Linked DNA regions of Oryctolagus cuniculus: region 2 is linked to region 1. The links are chromatin contacts, called in public Micro-C maps. All regions are on one chromosome and are shown on one strand. Each heading gives the region's core, a stretch centred on a gene start, on an enhancer-like site or on the middle of the called end of the contact. The rest is flanking DNA. Distances are from core to core; before and after follow the strand shown. Region 1 has its middle 92 kb from the start of GLUL. Region 2 holds the start of GLUL (glutamate-ammonia ligase).

Region 1 (6,416 bases), core at 835-3,334:
TCCCGGGGGTCACGCCCCAGGCCCGCCGACTCCCACCCTGACCATCCTGCCCAGGAGCCGCTGGTCAGTGACCATTCCTGCTTCCCATGGTCTCTGATGGGGGCGCGAGCCACCCCCTGAAGGGTCTCAGACCAAGTGCTCAAGACCCCCCACACACACACACGGAGCCACGACAGACTCTCCTCGCTCTTGCTGCTCCGCGACCCGGCACAGTCGTGAGCGCTGGTGGACTCTCAGTGCTCGGTGAAGACAAGTGACAGTGAGTGACAGCAGCCCCGCGTGTGACGGGCCCCAGCCACACTGCTGCTCCGGTGACAGAAGCCACACAGACGGCTCCGCCCCCTCTGGGCCTTGTCCCAAGGGCGACTTGTGGTTTCCACGGACCTCCTTGGAAGAGCAGCAGCTGACCCTGGGGGTCTGTGCCAGCTCTGCAGACCCTGAACTTGCCCGCCTGAGCCACGCCATGCTCACCCAGGCCATGCCCACTCGAGCCACCACACTCACCCAGGCCACGCCCACTCGAGCCACCACACTCACCCAGGCCACGCCCACTCGAGCCACCCCACACTCGCCAAGGCCACACCCACTTGAGCCACACCACTCACCCAGGTCAAGCCCACCCGAGCCACACCACACTTGCCCAGGCCAAGCCCACTTGAACTATGCCACACTCGCCCCCCCAGCCACACCACTCACCCAGGCCACACCCACGTGAGCCACACCACACTCGCCCAGGCCAAGCCCACTTGACCTATGCCACACTCGCCCCCCCCAGCCACACTTGCCCAGGCCAAGCCCACTTGAACTATGCCACACTCGCCCCCCCCAGCCACACCACTCACCCAGGCCACACCCACGTGAGCCACACCACACTCGCCCAGGCCAAGCCCACTTGACCTATGCCACACTCGCCCCCCCAGCCACACTTGCCCAGGCCACAGCACGTGGCTGTGGTGTCCTCCATGGTGCTCCTTCACACCTCCCCAACCCAGATCTCGTCCTAATCCCAACCTCGTGTCTCTCCTCTCCTGCCCCTCAGGCCCTCCAGGCCTGCAGGTGGTGGCTGACTCCCCGCCGTGCTGGGAAGCCAGCCTGGCACTGGGCATCCTGGTCAAGTTCAGGGTGGAGGCTGTCGCTTGTGTCCTCACGGAGGCCCTGGGGCAGGCTCAACCCCCAGGCATGGGCACAGGTCTGGTGTTGGTGGGCTCACACATTTGGGCATACACGGGCTGCAGGTCCCAGACCCTGGGGAACAGGGTGGAAGTTCTCTCTGGGAAACTGAATAAAAGCTTCCAATAAGACGTCCCGCTGGCAGCCCTGTAAGAAGCAGGGTCTCAAGATCCCTTGACTTGGGGGTCCGGCCCGGGAGAGAAAGCAATGGGGAGCCTATGGGTAGGGGAGCACTGGCCGCCTCTGGTGGGGTTTGCCTGGGAGGGCCGAGTCGGCTGCGCAGTCACGTCAGAGCCACCAGGTGGCGCCAGAGCAGGGGCCTGAGCGAGCTTTGTCCCTGGCTCCGTGGAGGTGGGGGTGGGGACCGAGGGTCCACAGATTCCGGGGGCCGTGACACCCTGACCCTCACGCCCGAGGTCCCTGTGGGGCCGGGCAGCTTCCTGGTGCCAGGGCACCGGCTGGCCCCTGGTGGGCGTTCCAGCTAGGGCAGCTCCCAGAGCTGACACGGAGGCAGCTCTCGGCTTCCTGTTTTCCAGTTCAGCGAGAATCCCACACGGTCCCAAGCTCGAGGAAACGGGTCAGCGGCGCTACACAGAGCCTGGCACGCGGTCAGCGGTCAGCACCCCCACCCGTGTGACGCTCGCTGTCCAGCCTCCCCCATCCGCGTCTGCGTGAGGCCCGCAGCCCCAGCCGGCCAGCAACCCTTTGTCCCAGCCCCTTTGTGGATCCGGGTCCTCCTTGTGAGGACTCGGCGGCTGCCAGGGCCCCCCAGGAGCTGGGGCCTTGGCCAGCCCTCCGCCTGCTGGCCCCGCACCCCAGCCTGCCCTGCACAGTGAGTTTCCATCTGCCCGGACGGGTCCCACGGGCCTGCGGGCAGGGATCAGGTTGCAGGAACAGGACGTTTCCCTCGGGCCTCCACTTGTTTTCCTCAGGAGCCCAGCCAGCTGCGTCCGCCTCTCGCCCCAGGCCTCGCGCCCCAGCTGTGCTCGGACTCTGGGGCAGGAGCGGGAGTGGAGCCAGAGGTGCAGGAGGCTGGGGGCAGGAGGAAGGCTGCTGGGTCCTGGGGAGCAGCCTGGGAGCCAGGGGGCACCGGAGACCACCAGCTGGACCTCTCTCACACACACGGGGGATTTGCATGCCTGACTGGACCTCTCACACACAGGGACTTCACACCTGGCCGGGCCTCTCACATACACAGGGACTTCACACCTGGCCAGGCCTCTCGCACACAGGGACTTCACACCTGGCCGGGCCTCTCACACACAGGGACTTCACACCTGGCCGGGCCTCTCACATACACAGGGACTTCACACCTGGCCAGGCCTCTCACACACAGGGACTTCACACCTGGCCGGGCCTCTCACATACACAGGGACTTCACACCTGGCCAGGCCTCTCACACACAGGGACTTCACACCTGGCCAGGCCTCTCACATACACAGGGACTTCACACCTGGCCAGGCCTCTCACACACAGGGACTTCACACCTGGCCGGGCCTCTCACACACAGGGACTTCACACCTGGCCGGGCCTCTCACATACAGGGACTTCACACCTGGCCAGGCCTCTCGCACACAGGGACTTCACACCTGGCCAGGCCTCTCACATACGCAGGGACTTCACACCTGGCCGGGCCTCTCACATACACAGGGACTTCACACCTGGCCAGGCCTCTCACATACGCAGGGACTTCACACCTGGCCGGGCCTCTCACATACACAGGGACTTCACACCTGGCTGGGCCTCTCACACACAGGGACTTCACACCTGGCCGGGCCTCTCACATACACAGGGACTTGCGAATCCAGCTGTTCGGGTGGCATTAGGCCTTCGTCTGGCATCAGGAAGCCTGGGCTCAGTTCCCACCTCCCGCTTCCTGCTGATGCGCACCCTGGGGGTGGCACCGGCCCCTGCCACCCACGTAGGAGGCCTGGGTGGAGTTCTCGGCTCCGGGCTTTGGCCTGGCTGACCCCTGGCCATCTCAGGAACTTGGGGGAGTGAACCAGCAGATGCAAGCTCTCTGCCTCCCCTCCCTGAGAGGAGACAATAAACAAATTTGTTTAAAGTTCATTCTCATGTGTCCACTTCTGTGCAGAGCTGCATTTTCTAGGGGGAAGCCGCTAAGTGGAAGACACAGCTTCTGAGACGAGAGGTCCAGGGGCTTCTGCCCGAGCAGGGGCACCACCCAAGACACGGGGTTTGCAGCGTCTGTGTGGCCACGGGGCCCCTGGAGCTTCGGCAGCAGCTGGGAAGGCAGAGGGGTGTAAGCAGACAGCTGCTCAGGGCTGTCCTCCGGCGTTCTCCCCGGGGGCTCCCGCCCCACCCTCCCCCACCCAAACATTCTGCCACTTGGGCAAATGGCCTCTGTGCCGGCTGCCGGGCTCACAAGCCTCGGTGCAGGCCTGGAGGTGCCACACAGGGGCATTTTGTCCAGAGTAAGCTTCAAAACCTCACAGTTCCCCCTTTGAGTGCAAATTCACCGTCCCCCTCTGTGCACAGCTGGGAACGCCAGGGCTGAGCGGCCACAGGACTTGGGGCCACACCACTGCCCACGGGTTAGTGGGAGTGGGCTCGGGTGGTCCGGCAGTGCCCCAAATGCCAGGAGGCAGATCGGAGCAGCACACGGCAGGTCTCTAAAACACGCGTGCAGACATGACAAGCCGGAGGCTCCTCTGACTTGGGCCTCCTGGGCCCTGTGGAGCCCCTTGCTCGCCTGGGATGCGGCAGCTGGGAGCCCAGGGGCGCGGCCAGGGACCCCGTCGGCCACGTTGCTGCGCGGCAGACAGCATGAGTCAATCCAGGAGAAGGAAGCAGGGAACAGAAATGCATTGGAAGGCGCATATCCAACACGTCACGGCTGCAGCACGCAATCCACACGGCTGTGAACAAGCCGTCCTGCATTGCTTGTGCTATGTCTTGGCTCTGTGCCATGCTGTCAACATCTCCAGGGCTCGGGAGCCGCCGCTGAGCAGGCCATGTTGGCGGCCTCTGCGTTCCTGTGGGCTGCTGGATTTACCTGACTTACCGGAGAAGATGGAACGAATGGCATTCCATGGCACGTGAAGGTCGCACAAAGCTTCACTGGCCAGTGGCCACGCCCATCCATCTCGGGCAAGGGAGACCACACACGTGGCCCCCAAGCCGCGGCAGACACCGGCTCTCGAGGCCCGCACCTGTGCCCATGCACACAGCGAGGTGCAGCTACTGCTCGGCGCTCAGCGTGGGCGACACTGCGGGCCTCATCTAAAGAGACAGGGGCAGGGAGCTGACCAAGAAAAAGGCGGCAGGCTCCACACAGCGGGGGCCTGTGCTCCAGGGGAGAAGGGGCCCCCAGGGGAACTGGCCCAGGGTTTGAAGTCTGACCCGTTTGCCAGCCTTCGGATTTGCACCTCAACGAGGGCCAGCAGCTGCCTGCTGCCGCCAGTGTTGTTCAGGCTGCGCTCCCCGAGCTCTCACCCGCCTGCACAGCCTGGTCCTTGCGCTGCAGCCCAGAGCGCCCATCCCTGGAGCTCTGGGTGCTGGGCTTGTGGTCAGCCGGTTTTTCTGTCCCCCAGGCTGTTTGCGGCAGGCCGACGGGCGGCCTGGCACTGGCAGAGCCCCAGGTTCAGAAACTTTCCAGAACTGTAGTCGGCAGGCAGGACCTCGCTCCACCAAAGGCTGTTTTCACCACCCAGCCCTTCCAGTTCCTGTAAAGCCGCCTCCGGGCAACCTGCAGCGGGCGTCCATCCAGGCGGGGAGCCATCCCCGCCCAGGGGAAGCCCCTCCCTGACCTCCCCGTGCGTTTCCTGCTGAGTTCTGAGGTTCCCGGTGGCTTCTCTTCAGTGAGGTCACATTCTTTGCTGTTCTGTGCCATAAAGATTTCTGCTCAGAGCCCTGTGGGCCCAGTCGCTTCCACTTTCATTCCTTGTTTTTTTCCAACTCTTCACCCATATTTTTAAAATGCTAACATCTTACCCAACCACAGAACTTTGAGGAAAACTGGTGCAATACCATCAACTCGACTACACACTCCATTCATAGTCCTGCTCCCGGACACAGCCCAGGACAACACGTCGCATTCAGAACCACGACAGTCAACATTATTAATCATTCAGTCAGTGACTCCATGGTCAAAACCTGAATGTGTCTTTTTCTAAAATGCTTGAGAGGCCTCTAAAATTGCTTTTCTCTTACGTACTTTTCTCTTTTTTGCAAGTTTGTCATCTGTTAACTGACATGGTGAATTCTTTTTTAAAAATCATTATGTGGGGAGGCAGGCACGTGGCCTAGAGGTTGAGGCCCCTGTTAAGACCCTCATATCCCAGACCACGGAGTTCAGCTGCTCGCTGTGGCTCCAGCTCCTGCTTCTGACTTCCTGTCAGTACAGACCCCAGCCCAGGGAGGCAGGGGAGATGGCTTTGGTCATAGGACCCCTGCCACTCACGTGGGACACCCTGATGGCGTTCCAGGTACCCAGCTCTGGCCACGGCCCAGCCCAGCCATTGGAAGAATTAGAGGAGTGAACCAACTTCCTACACCTCTCTGCTTCTCTCTACACCCCTCAAATACAACTTTCAAAAATTTATGATTTTTATTATGGTAGGAAATATGTAATATAAAATTTGTTATTTAACTATGCTTAAGTGTTCAGTTCAGTGGTATTAACCACATTTAAAATATTGTGTAGCCACCCCAAAATCCACCTCTGTGTCTCTCTTCATAAAACTGAAAACTCTGTACCCATTTTGCCCCCACCCCGTCCCTGGGAGCCCCAAATCTATTTCTTTGCTATGATTTTGACTATTCAGACCACCTATCCGTTTCTGTCTTCATGGACTGCTTATTTTACTGACTGTAACGTCCTGCGCTCTCATCCATGACTCTACGTACGTCAGAATTCCCTGCGTGTTTGTGACTGAATAATATTCCACTTATTCAGAGGGCACATATGCTGGCCCACTCATCTGATGGTAGACAATGTTGGCCCTGGGTCCAGTGCTGTGAAATGGCTGTATTAGAACAGTGATGCAACTCCCTACTCCCAAGTCTTGGGCTGTTTACCCAGAAGTGGGATTGCTGAATCATATGTTGATTCTATTTTTAATTTTTTCAGAAACTTCCATACTGTTTTTCACAGCGAGTAGTTTTCTACGTTCCCACCAACAGTGTACACAGGTTCCAAGTTCTCCCATTTGTTTTGCTTTGTTTTGTTTGAGAGTAGCCGGCCTGGTTGTTTTGGGTGGATCTCTCTGTAGGTTTTATTTGCA
Region 2 (6,564 bases), core at 2,806-5,305, 93 kb after region 1:
GGGAACCGATCAGCACGGAGACCACAAGGACCACAAGGAGGAGGCAGAGAGCTTGTAGACGTTAGGCTGATTTATAAGCGCTGCTCTGGACAGTTAGTTGTTTACAACGAGTTATCTGAGGCTGAACACGGTGTGCGTGGCAATCAGCCAGCGCAGCGGCCAGGACAGGAGGCCCGCGCGGGCGGGGGAGGGGCGCTCGCGACCCCGCCCACCGCAGCAGCCCACCAGCAAGTCTGCGAAATTAGACCGAGGAACCCTACAAATGTGATTAAAATCTAAACTTGTTTCGCTTTTAAAAAATTTAATGTATCAAAAGGCCCGCTTTAGTGGTGCTGCTCCCACCAGGAAGCACCCCGGTGCCCGTCGGGACTCGCTCAGGTTGACTGCCAGCAGGCGGGGCCCCGCCCACCGCACCCCTCCCCCACTCGCAGGGAGACCCTGTCCCTGCTCCCCATCTAGGCCCAGCCTCCAGTCCCACTGTGTACACTACCTGTTTCTACACTTAAATACAAAAAGGTTCTCCACAGGAACCACACAGGAAGGACTCCCAGCAGGCAGGGAAACCCACCCGTTCACCCCTGCGTTCACCCCTGCGGCTGCCCCAACGGGGACCCCAGCCCACCAAGGGGGGAGCCGTGCCCAACCCCGGCCCTGCGTGGACAGCTGCACCTGCCAGACCCGAACAGGCCCCCAAGAAGGGCACAGAGGCCACGACCCCAGCCCACCCCACGACCCCAGGACCGCGCAGGTGGAGCCCGTGAGAGCAGAGGGGTGGGTGTGGGGCGCGGCAGGGCCCGACCCCGAGTCCCTGCAGAAGACAGCGAGCTGGACCGGGCGCGAGGGGCAGAACGACCTTGCTATTCCCCGCTCGGGGCTACAGCGGGCAGGGGAGGCCCTGGCGGCGGGCGGCGGGCAGCGGCCGCTCAGTTCTTGTACTGGAAGGGCTCGTCCCCGGTCTCGTTGAGCAGGCACGTGCGGATGAGCGCCTCCGTGACGGCGAAGGGGTCGCAGTTGGCTGAGGGGCGGCGGTCCTCGAAGTAGCCCCGCCTCTCCTGGCCCACAGTCCGGGGGATGCGGATGCTGGCACTGCGGTTGGCCACGCCGGCCGAGAAGTCGTTGATGTTGGACGTCTCGTGGAAGCCGGTGAGGCGGCGCGCGTTGTCCAGGCCGCCCTTGGGGTCGTAGGCGCGGATGTGGTACTGGTGCCGTCGGCTCAGCTTCTCAATGGCCTCCTCAATGTGCCTGGGGACAGAGAAACCCAGGTCCAGCCGGCCGCAGCCCCCACGGACCCCAGGACCCCGGAGGGTGGCAGCCGGGGGTCTCCCCACACCTGCACCGGCTGGGTCTGAGCTGTGCACAGGGTGGACCTGCCTGCCTCCCGGCTCCCAGCCGCCAGCAACCACAGGGCTCCCAGCAGGGGGCTCTGCAAAGCCCACCCTGACCCCCAAGGCCCATCCCCCGGCCATGCCCACACGCACTTGAGCCCGTCCTCCTCCCGCATGGCCTTGGTGCTGAAGTTGGTGTGGCAGCCGGCGCCGTTCCAGTTCCCAGGGATGGGCTTGGGGTCAAAGGTCGCTATCACGCCGAAGTCCTCACAGACGCGGTGCAGGATGAACCGGGCCACCCAGAGGTGATCTCCCATGTGGATGCCCTCGCAAGGCCCGATCTGGAACTCCCACTGGGAGCGCAAGAGGCCGCTGTCAGAGGGGCAGGCGCCCCGCCGCCCTGGACTCCGCCCCGCCCTTGGGTTTGGGGCCCTTGAGCCTCCGTGTGCCCACTGCTGCTCCGGCAGTCACCTGGGCAGGCATGACCTCGGCGTTGGTCCCCGCAATCTTGATGCCGGCATAGAGGCAGGCCCGGTAGTGCGCCTCCACGATGTCCCTGCCGTAGGCCCGGTCGGCCCCCACGCCGCAGTAGTAGGGGCCTGCAGAGGCCAGAGGGCAGGGCTCAGCAGCCAGGGCTTCCCTGCCGCCGTCCCAGGCGAGCACTGGGGCGGGGCGGGCGCGAGGGGCTCACCTTGGGGCCCAGGGAAGCCGTTGGAAGGCCACCCGAAGGGGTGTCCGTCGGTGCCCATGAGCGTGTACTCCTGCTCCATGCCGAACCACGGGCGCTGGCTGCTCACCATGTCCATGATCCGCTTGCAGCTGTGCCGCAGGTTGCTCTCTGCGGAGCGGCAGGGTCAGGGGCCGCCGGGCCAACCTCCCACAACCTCCTGCCCACGCCCCGCAAGTCAGAACGGGAGCAGCCATACAGCAGCACCTGCGGGGCGACCCTGAAGGACCTGGGCCGCAGGCGAACTCACGACACCAGGCCCCGGGGCGCAAGCTCCATCGGGACAGGCGAGGGAGCCAGGCACCGGGCCGCCCCGCCCTCCCCTCCCTCCCCGGGCTCCTGGAGCCCACGGCTGACCGAGGCGCTCGCCCTGGGCAGCAGGGCGCTGCTGGTGCAGGAAGACCCAGGTCAGGTGACCTCAGCTGGAAACAGCGTCCCCATTAGCAAGGCTTTCACAGACTTAACTGTGCCCAGGAACCCGTGCAACCTTTGTGTCGCCCAGAAGCGCTCGGCCAAGCCCTCACCACAACCCTGGCCCGTGGCCGTCTCGGCACTGGAGCTCTGCCTCCCCGGGGCACCGAGGCCTGGGGACCCCGCAGCCTCACTGGCGGGAGCAAGAGGCTGCACAGGAAAAAGGGGGGCGGAGCTGCACGCGAGGAGCGGCGGGGGCCCAGAGGACGGCAGCACAGCACGGCCCCCAGCAGGCCTGACGGCGTGTGCCGGCTCACGTCTTCTAAGGACGCGGTCGTCACCGTCCCTACCGCAAGATGAGGAGACGCTTCGGGAGCTCACTGCCCACCAGGGGCAGCCCAGGACTCAGGCCCCCCCCCCTCCCCAGTGCACAGGCAGAAGAATGCAACGCCCTCAGCAGGCAGGCCCAGCCACGGCCCAGCCACGGCCCAGCCACGGCAGCTCCTCTCCAGAGCAAGCCGGCGCGCAGCCACGGACGCTCAAGCCCCAGAACCCAAGGCGGCTCCAGGACCACCACCTCTTCGCAGGTCAGGCCCGGGGCTCCCACCCGCCCCACACACCTGCCGGCTTCCGGTTGTACTTGAAGACCTCGCAGAACACCAGCTTGTTGGGGTCCTTGCGGAAGGGGTCGCGGAACATGGCGGCGGGGACCAGATACATGTCGCTGTTGGAGCCTTCCGACTGGAAGGTGCTCGAGCCGTCAAAGTTCCACTCGGGCAGCTCTGGCGGGACAGACGGAAAATTCCGTGAGGCCTCATGCAGGCAGGCAGCCAGTCCCCCTCCCGGCCCCACAGCGGGGTCCCGTCCCGGAGGGGCACAAGGCTGCTTCCCCTGCGTACCCTGGTGGCTGCCTCCCAGCAAGACCACCGAGGCACTGTCAGGCATTGTCTCATGAAGACAAGTCACAGAAACCGCCCCAGGGACCTGTCACCCCCTCCCCCCAGAAGTCCCCTGTGCACCGGGAGGCACATGCTAGACCTCTGAAGTCACACCCCACCCCCACCCCCGGGCAGGCGGCTCGGGACCCGCCCACAGCATGTTCCCAGGTTATGCAGACCTGTTCCTGGCGCCCCCGGGCTCCTCGGCCGCCTGCAGGCAGTGCACAACTCCGTGTCCTGGGCACCCCCTGGGGGCCCTTCCCACGGGGCCACGACCACGCAGGAGCCCCCCGGGAACAGGTGCATGGGCACTGCCTGACGGGGACTCTCAGCATGGCCACGCCCCCTACCCCTGCAAAGCTTTTAAATCTTTTTTTTTCCTTTTAAACACCCTGGTTCTGGCTCAGGCCTCCTCTCAAACACAGGGTCCCTTTGTTGCCGAGCCCCGCAGGGGCCGCCGTGGCGGGGGCGGCCTCCTGGCCGACTCACCTTCCACGCACTTGGGCTCGCAGTCCAGCGTCCGTGTCTTGCAGCGCAGCCCCTCCCCCGTGCCGTCGATCCAGATGTACATGGCCTGCACCTTCTCGCCCTGCGGCAGGCCCATGTACACCTGCTTGATGCCCTTGTTCAGGTGGGAGCTTGCCGAGGTGGCCATGGTGGATGGCGTTCTGGGGAGAGCGAAGCAACACGACACCGTGGGCGAGCCTGCACCAGCCGGGGCCGCCCCTCCCTCCCAAGCAACACGCCCAGCCCGCAGGAGGAAGCCGGCGGCGCACCGGCCCCAGAGACGGATCTGGTCACCAGGCCCCGACTCACACGCAGCCCAGGCCCGGAGTCCCAGCCCCACTCCTGCTGCTAGCTCAGGGGGTGGCGGCCTGGGCCCCGGGACCGAGCTGGGATCTGCTCCCTCGGGGCCTGCTTCCCCCTTTTCGTACTCCACGCGAGAGCTCAGAAGCCGAGGCTGCCGCCCTGGAGGAGACCCCCACCCTCGGACAGGAGGCGGAGGGCGGGAGGCCCCCCCAAACCACAGTTCTAGCAACTACAGGCCGTGACCCCAAATCCCCACCGCAGGGAAAACAGACGCCGCTTCCCGGGCGGGGCCGGCGGCTGCGCTGGGCGGGGCCCACCCGGGCTCGAGTCCCCCGGCCCCAGGCCCTGGGCCCGCCTTGCTCCAGGCGCTCACCCGAGCCGCGGCAGGTCCGGCCATGGCAGGTGCGGCGCGGCGCGGAGCCCCCCCGCCCGGACCCCCCGCTCGCGCCCCGCCGGCTCCGTGTCGTGCTGGTCCAGGCACCGGAGCTTCCGCGGCGACGGCGCCGGGGACGCAAGGCGCTCGCTCCAAGGGCCCGAGGTCTTGACCTTGGCGCGCGCCCTCTCCCCAGAGTTCACCGAGTAGGCCACGAAGCCGAAGCAGTTGGAGGGGGAATCGGAGGAGCGCGAGGCGCCGTCGTCCTCATCTTCGTCCGCGGCTTTCGGGGCCGCCTTGCGGCTGGGGCCCCCCCGCTTCCCGCCCCCGGGGGAGCAGCGCGACTCCACCTTGCGCGCCCCGCGCCCTGCGCGCCTCGTCTCGGCCCCGGCCCGGCGGACGCGGCGCGGGCCGGGGGCGCGGCCGCATTGTTGGGTCACCCGGCGGCACGGGGACCCTGCGGGCCAGGCGGCGCCCACCCGCGCACTCACCTGGACGGCGGGGACGGCGGGAGCGGTGGGAGCGGCGGGGTCGGACGGCGCAGGCCGGCGCGCAACGGCGGCGGCGCTCTGCTCCGGTCCTGGCTCCCGGGGCCCCGCGGCCCGCGCTTTATCTGCGGCCCGACCGCCCGGGCCCGCCCCGGCCCGCCCCGCGCCCTGATTGGCTCCGCGGCCGAGGACGACCCGCAAGGCGCCGGGGGGAGGGGAGCGAAGATGGCGACTTCGGCGCGGGGCGGGGCCGGCGGGATGTGCGGGCCGCGTGGGGCTCCGGCGAGCAGGGCTCCGAGGGGCGCCCCCTGCCGGCGACGGCGCCGCGGAAGCCGACTTGGGCGCTTCGCCGGGGGCCCCGGGGCAGTGCGGATCCTCGCGGGTGCGCCGCGGCATCGGGGCGCAGAGACAAGGCCAGGGTCCCGACAGGGTCCTGGGAGGCCAGGGCCTGAGGCCGCCCTTCGGGGCTGCCCCGCAACCGGGAACCACGTGCCCTGCCGAGGTGGGCGCGCGGCGTAATGCGGGAGCATCGGAAGTGCGGGGTTCCCGGAGAAGATGGCCCTGACTTTGCTTCTCACTTGAGAGGGTGACCCTCAGCCGGGCGCCCTGATCGCCGCCTGTTGTGGGAATGCAGCCTCCCGCACAGGTGCACGCGCTCCCGCACAGGGAGGCGGCCCAGCGTTTCCCGCATCTCTCGGGGCTCGGGTATCTGGATGTCAGCTTGCGCTCCGGGGCGATTGGCAGAGAAGGGGGAGTTTGTTCTGGTGGGGCCCCGACCTCAGCGCAGGCCGACCTCGCACACAGCCCCGGGTCCAGATCTGACCATCCACAGGACCCCAGGGGCACACAGGCCGGCTTGGCCCTCGGATGAGCCGCGCAGCGCCCCGGGGTGACAGGTGCGGCCTTCACTGGGGCTGCGGGAAGCCCTGTGTGGGAAGTGCCCGGGGAGCCCTGTTTCCTGGGGCCCACGGGGACTAACTGGGCGCTTGGCAGGGCAGTGGCTGCGGTGGTGCTGGCCGGGACCCTGCGGGCATGGGCTTGTTTTATTGCCCTCTGCTTCTGCTTCCTGCACGAAGACTGGGGCCTGGGGGAGCCCGTGCCCTCCTCCTGGGAGGTCTGGGTGTCAGCAGCTCAAGCCGCGCAGGGGGAGGGGTGCTCTGGCCCTGGCCGCTGCTGCCTGCACTGGGAAGCTGGCTGTGAGGACCGGGCGCCAGGTGGCAGCTCCTGGGCACTGTGCCTGGCAGGTGCCCACGTTGCCGCTGTGAGGCCCGACTCCTGCAGCCGTGTGCCCAGGGCGCCCTTGGATCGATGGTGTTTGCCGAACACACACACGGAGGCGGCAGCATCAAGGGAGACTGTGCTCTGAGCTGCTTTTCCCAGAAGGGAACCAGACCCGCGGTGATCTGTCCCTGTGACCCCGAATTCCTGTCCTCGGCCAGCCCCTCGCTCACCTATCCCACCTTGCTGGGGCCCTGTGAGTCCTGAGGGACCA

Evidence for each region. Hi-C and Micro-C count contacts between places; a contact is called where the count stands out from the background.
Region 2: a contact with region 1 is called in a Micro-C map of ear pinna, with 7 times the contacts expected there. The contact joins the promoter of GLUL here to the enhancer-like site in region 1. A contact is called at or near these places in 3 of 6 Hi-C or Micro-C datasets (ear pinna, skin fibroblasts and an unstated tissue).

The regions. Positions count from the first base shown.
Region 1 is chr13:704,292-710,707 of mOryCun1.1, forward strand. No RefSeq gene overlaps it. Among named protein-coding and RNA genes, the nearest start is that of GLUL, 92 kb to the right of the region's middle. Within about 2 kb of position 2,085, at least 4 of the 8 cell types and tissues checked have an H3K27ac peak or open chromatin away from gene starts, as enhancers often do. A contact at or near this core is called in ear pinna, where this site is marked.
Region 2 is chr13:795,682-802,245 of mOryCun1.1, forward strand. GLUL (glutamate-ammonia ligase) reads right to left here and starts at 4,056. Exons shown (of 6, transcript XM_051840972.2): 1 at 3,891-4,056; 2 at 3,084-3,245; 3 at 2,017-2,163; 4 at 1,797-1,924; 5 at 1,479-1,678; 6 at 49-1,242. The coding sequence starts at 4,056. The coding sequence ends at 924.